2 separate regions of the Mus musculus genome follow, and region 1 is linked to region 2. The links are chromatin contacts, called in public promoter capture Hi-C maps. All regions are on one chromosome and are shown on one strand. Each heading gives the region's core, a stretch centred on a gene start, on an enhancer-like site or on the middle of the called end of the contact. The rest is flanking DNA. Distances are from core to core; before and after follow the strand shown. Region 1 overlaps Sufu (SUFU negative regulator of hedgehog signaling). Region 2 overlaps Gbf1 (golgi-specific brefeldin A-resistance factor 1).

Region 1 (2,700 bases), core at 95-2,594, 240 kb before region 2:
GGCATTAGCCAGGGACAGCCTTAGCAAAACAAAACTAAACAAAACAAAAAAAACCCCACAAGTCCTTCTGGAGCCAAGAGCAGCATGGGAGCATCCAACAGGACGCCACATCCTCCTCCTCCTCCGAGAGCTTACCCAGAAGGCAGAGGCAGAGGGAGCTAACTTGCCACAGACTCTGGGACTGCAGAGGAGGCCAGTGTCGGGCTTCACACTCGCTCCCTCTCATTAAAAGCCCAGGAAGGTTCAAGGAGAGAGGTTCTCAGGCTTGGCATGGCCTTCAGGCCAGAGCTGGGGTCTGTGTCAGTTCTGTGGTGGTGAACATACGCTGTAGTGTCTTTGGGTGGACTGTGTACATTTTCTGTTAACTATTCCATGGTTCATACTCACATACATGAGGTCAGATTCCAAGGGGCAGAGTGTACACACAGAGTATACTAGTGTGTTTGAAATGCACACAGGAAATAGCTACAAACAGGCCAATAATGCTCATATATAGTTCACCCACATTGGAAAAATTCATTTGTCAGAAAATAATCAGAGTGGGCTGCTATTTAGTTAGAGACTTGTCCTGGGGAACCTGGAAGGAAGGGAGCAAGGCAAGGGAAGGTCTCAACCTTTGCCAGACAGCCTCCGAGGCTGTGTGCCGAGGCAGATGCTCCGGCTATCCTCTTCATCCTCCGGAGGCCGGCTGAGGTCATCCCAGGCACACTTGGCACTGACGCCGCTCAGGTTAGAACCGTCTGTCTCAATGCCTTTGTCAACTCTCTCCTGCTTGAAAAGAACCAAAGAGTCAGAGTGCCTTCAGTGAACTCATGTGCCCCAAGGTTACTGACCCTGGCCCAGCCACTCCACTTCCAGTATTAGCCCTTGTAGGTGCTGAGCATGGACAGCTGCTATGAGATCAGGGTCTCATTGACCTTGTTCTGTTACAAGCATAACGGCCCCTGCCAGCCCCTGGACTCCTCTGGGAACAGGGTTAGGGGAGGCAGCAGGAATGAGCCTTGGACACTTCCTTCCCACCAACATCCAGCACAAAGGCCTTTGTGCATCTTTCAGCCCCGACAGCTGTGGCCCTCAGAGCTGATGGAGGAGACAAGACCTATTTCTCTAAGGAAAGGTGGAAGGCTTCCCCTCTTCCTGATCCTCCAACAATGATCATACATACCCCACCTCACCCCCTACAGGAGTTAGGGTAGAAGCCCGCCCTGACTTGGGAACCCATACCTGCAGTTCTTCATTATAACAGCTAGAGGGGGCCATCGCCCCAGAGCAGAAGTGCTCCCTGTGCCTCTATGCCAGCTAACTTTGGCAGAGGGCTCTGGATGGGGTTCGTTTCCATTTCCTAGGCTGCAATCGGGGTCTGAAGGGCAGTGACGGGTGCACACTTCCCCAGAGGCCTTGCCTTTGTGTAGACATTGGCACGCTTCAGTCTAAACTTTCTCCAAATGGCCTCAAGGAAGAGTTGTACTCAAAACATCGCTGGATTTTCTGGTAAAACTTAATTCTGTGGTGCTGGGCTTTGGCTCAAAGGTCATCTGGAAGACGCTAGCAACCTTGTCCATAAACAGCCATACAGGCCAAATAAGCCTCCTGTGAAAAACTCCTCAGAGCCCCCATGTCCCTGTGCCAGTCTGTCCCTCTCCAGGGCTCCTAGACAAGGGCATTGTTCTATGCCTTGGTCACAGATGGTCTCCTATCCATAAGCCACCCGTTCTTCTCTCTTCTGCTGCTTTTGCTGCCTGGATGAGGCAGGCAGGCAGCAGGCAGGACACAGCTCTAGCTGTTTCCGGCAGAGCAGAGGAGAGGGGCTGGAGCTGCTTGGGGAGAACCTGAGTTTTCTTGCCAGCAGCTGCCCTGAGACCCTCAGGGGAAGGGTCTGCTTGCTCTACTAATTCAGGGGACCAAGTTTTTTTCTGAGTATAGGAGATAAACAAGAGCCTACAGAGCCCCATGCTGTGTCCCAGCATGGCTGCAGAACAAGGCTTAGGGGATGAAGCCTCCATGGTTCTTACATAAGCAGAAGCCACACAGAAAGCAGGTTCGAAGCAGAGATACCCCTGGCATCATCGAGACCATTTCAGGGTTAAAGGTACCCAGAAAGTGGAGGAGCCTCATGTGTAAAGGAAGAGGCTGTGTGCCCCAGAACTCACAGGTTGGTAGCAAAGACCCCATAGGTCTGCAAACTACACGCCACTGTACAATTTGAAGTGCCTAGTCGCTGCCATGGCCTGCCTTACAGGCCCATGGGAGCCTTACAGAAACATGTCAAGTTCAGAGATGTCCATGGCCTGCCTCTGCTGCGAGGTGAGCAGAAGGAGCTGGGCTCTGGTGCTTCTACCCCTGCATGGTGTGCAAGAAATGCAGCAATGCTCCGGGGCTTCCAGAATGCAGCTGTGTGCCAAGCAACCATCTATTCTAAACCACAAAGTGACACTGACACTGTCCCAAGCAGTCACAGTAGTGTCAGCTGCAGACTGGCAGGGTCTAACGACTCTTCCACACATCAGAGAGTGCCAACCTACCTGGGCAGGGCTGGGGAGTGAGTTAGGAAGAATGACAGGATCATTAGACCAATCAGCATCCTGCAATGGGCTGTGGGGTCAGCATAGCCTGTGCTGCTGTCTGATACAGGGGAGGGCAGCTCCCTGAAAATGTGGTAAAATGGAGGAGTAGGGAAAGAAGCAATATTCCTTATGATTA
Region 2 (2,700 bases), core at 104-2,603:
GAATGCCAGTCCAGAAGAGCTCATAAATAACCTTCAATATCACAAGTATTTGGGGCAGCTGAGCCCAAGTGAGGGAGGGCCAGCCAGCTTGCTCATCTTCTCTTTCTTGTAAACCACACCACTGAGATGGCACAGGAACTTTATGGGCCCACACAGCAACCAGTTCTGTTTTCTTTCACATAAGAGCCCACACCTCATAAATCACTTTCCCATTTCAGGGAAAGAAGAGTACTAACTGCAATATGGATTTACTTGTGTGTACTCAGAACACAAAGCTTTTCACAGTAGTAACCCTTCCATAAAAATGGATAAATAACCCAACTTATATCATACATGGAATGTGCTTTCAAGTTATGAAACCTGTTGTTCACTGCTCAGTTCTTTGTTAGTGTACACAAAATGCTAAGCCAGCTCTGTGACTCTTTGATCCACATTCATAACTGCTTTCTTGGTCTGCCAAAGTGAGCACACACTAGGAAGAACTGTATCGGTAAGAAGGGACAGAGCTAACCAGCCTTTCTTTATACCCTGATCCTAATTTCACCACTTAGAGACTACCAAAGCAAGCTTGAGATCCCTACAGAACAAGGCATAGCTTAAAATTTGATCTGGCTCAGAAGCAAATTCAAGTGCCAGTATAATATGCAGATTGAGAAAGCATTAGGATATAACTAAGTCAGATCACTGGAAGACCTGTCTTCCTCTGTGATTTTGGGGCAAATACCAGGCTCAGAGCTGAATGGACAGAGGTGAATCTGCCAGGAAAGCTAAACTGAAACAGTTGTCTCTACTTACAGCACCAGCATCATCATTTGGGAGGCAAAATAAGTTTATTCCAAATAAGATCCTTAAACATGCATAGACTACAGGTCAGCCACCATGATTCCCTTATAATGGATGCAACTGAAAGCAAAATACTTTCCTTGACAGTTAAAAAGGCTCAAGTCTCTCTTCACTTATTTCCTGAAACTCTTCCTTCACTTCCCATCTCCTACTGCTTTTTTTTTTCTTCTAAGTAAACCAATCATCTCACACATGAATCCAAAGCCTTCTAATCTTAACATCTTAGGACAAAACTGGGACAATATCAAAGTGTTTCCACGCTAAAGTCATGTGAATACACTACAATAATCTGCTTGAAGATCCAGCCTCAGTAGGAGACTAGGAGTATTTATAGTACATAAGAGATCCCCTGACTCTTGCCAGACATTCCAGTCCTTCTAACAAGATAGGCCTCTAACCATCAGAGGAACCATGTTCCCTGATAGGGGGAAATTTGTGTTCCATAACTCTATGCAAAGAAGACTTCTGGCAGAAAGCTTTCTTTTCCCCCTAAGCACCCTGCACACTGCTGAGTGCCCAGCCCTCGTGTACACGAGACAGGGCCATCCAGCAGGATGCATCAGGCTCTAGGAATGCTGAAGTCCACATATTTGCCATTCAACACCAAAATGGCTTTTCAAGTTCAATCAGCTATAAATGTTGCTTTGTTTTAATTTTCCACTGAACTTCCTGGAACCTATTATCCAACTGTCAGGGATGTATATTTAACAAGAGCAACATGGCCTCTTTGCCACTGCCCCGCTGCCCATGTCACCTCTAATAAACAGAAAAGCAGCTCCTTCCTCAGCCTCACTGCAAATGTGGCTCTGGGTCATTAAAGAAAAGCCTTGGTTTAAAGACCACAGCTGAGCAGTAGCTCCACATAGTTCTGTCCAGATCTCCAGCATCCCCGAGACTAACACTGCTGCAGGGGTTTACCAGTCCTCAGAAACTTTGCTCTACCACCGAACACAAATCGATATGCATATCTCTATTTGGGGGATGCCAGTAATAGAAATGACCCACCAGAGAAAGCTAACACAGATTAATAGGAATCTCAGCTAATACAGGCATGGCAGACAGGAAATATTAACGCAGCATATCCTATGAACAAGAAGATCTAACAACAAAAATGAGGGCTAAGAAAAACAAGCAGGCGGGTACAGCTTCAGTTTCATCTTAGAAAGCTAGCTTAAAAATGTAACCTCTCTGGGAACAGAAAGCATGAAAAACACCTCTTCCCACTTTGTCAACGTTCTTTTTAGCCATTGACACTTTTTATTCTGACATAAAAAAATAAGAGCTGAGGCACCCAGGAACTCCGCCCAACCAGTGACACAGGTTCCTTCCGGTCTGGGCCCATGCCCTGAGCAGACCTTGGGCAAGAACTCCGAAGCTGGTCCCACAACACCCAGAGGAAGCTCCATTCACCTAGGTGGTGGTGGAGCATGGGTGCAATCCCAACCCGTGGGAGGAAGAAGCAGGTGGACCTCTGAGCCAGCATGGTCTACAGAACAAAACCCAGGGCAGCTAAGGCTACACAGAGAAACTCTATCTCAAAAGGGAATTTTAATCTGAGTGTACATGTGTGTGTCATGTGTGTTTAGGTGCCTCTAGAGGATTGGATTCTATTTTAATCTGAGTGTACATGTGTGTGTCATGTGTGTTTAGGTGCCTCTAGAGGATTGGATTCTCTGGAACTGGCACCACAGACAATTAGGAGCTGCCATGTTCAATGATGCTGGAACCAAACCTGGGTCCTCTGCAAGAGCAGTGAGTGCTCTTAACCATTGAGCCGTTGCTCCAGTTCCTTTAAGAACATGTTTAAGTTGAAGTATATAATGTCCTAAGCTCAATAAATTTTCACTTTTACTTTTC

The links. Capture Hi-C pulls out chosen DNA fragments and counts their contacts.
Region 1: a contact with region 2 is called in a promoter capture Hi-C map of adipose tissue. The contact joins two enhancer-like sites. A contact is called at or near these places in 2 of 9 other capture datasets (adipose tissue and liver).

The regions. Positions count from the first base shown.
Region 1 is chr19:46,451,230-46,453,929 of GRCm38.p6, reverse strand. It overlaps Sufu (SUFU negative regulator of hedgehog signaling), which reads right to left. Exons shown (of 12, transcript NM_001025391.2): 7 at 615-768. Among named protein-coding and RNA genes, the nearest start is that of Trim8, 49 kb to the left of the region's middle. Within about 2 kb of position 1,344, at least 134 of the 459 cell types and tissues checked have an H3K27ac peak or open chromatin away from gene starts, as enhancers often do. A contact at or near this core is called in adipose tissue, where this site is marked.
Region 2 is chr19:46,214,299-46,216,998 of GRCm38.p6, reverse strand. The region is part of intron 3 of Gbf1 (golgi-specific brefeldin A-resistance factor 1); the gene reads right to left. Among named protein-coding and RNA genes, the nearest start is that of Gbf1, 63 kb to the right of the region's middle. Within about 2 kb of position 1,353, at least 55 of the 459 cell types and tissues checked have an H3K27ac peak or open chromatin away from gene starts, as enhancers often do. A contact at or near this core is called in adipose tissue, where this site is marked.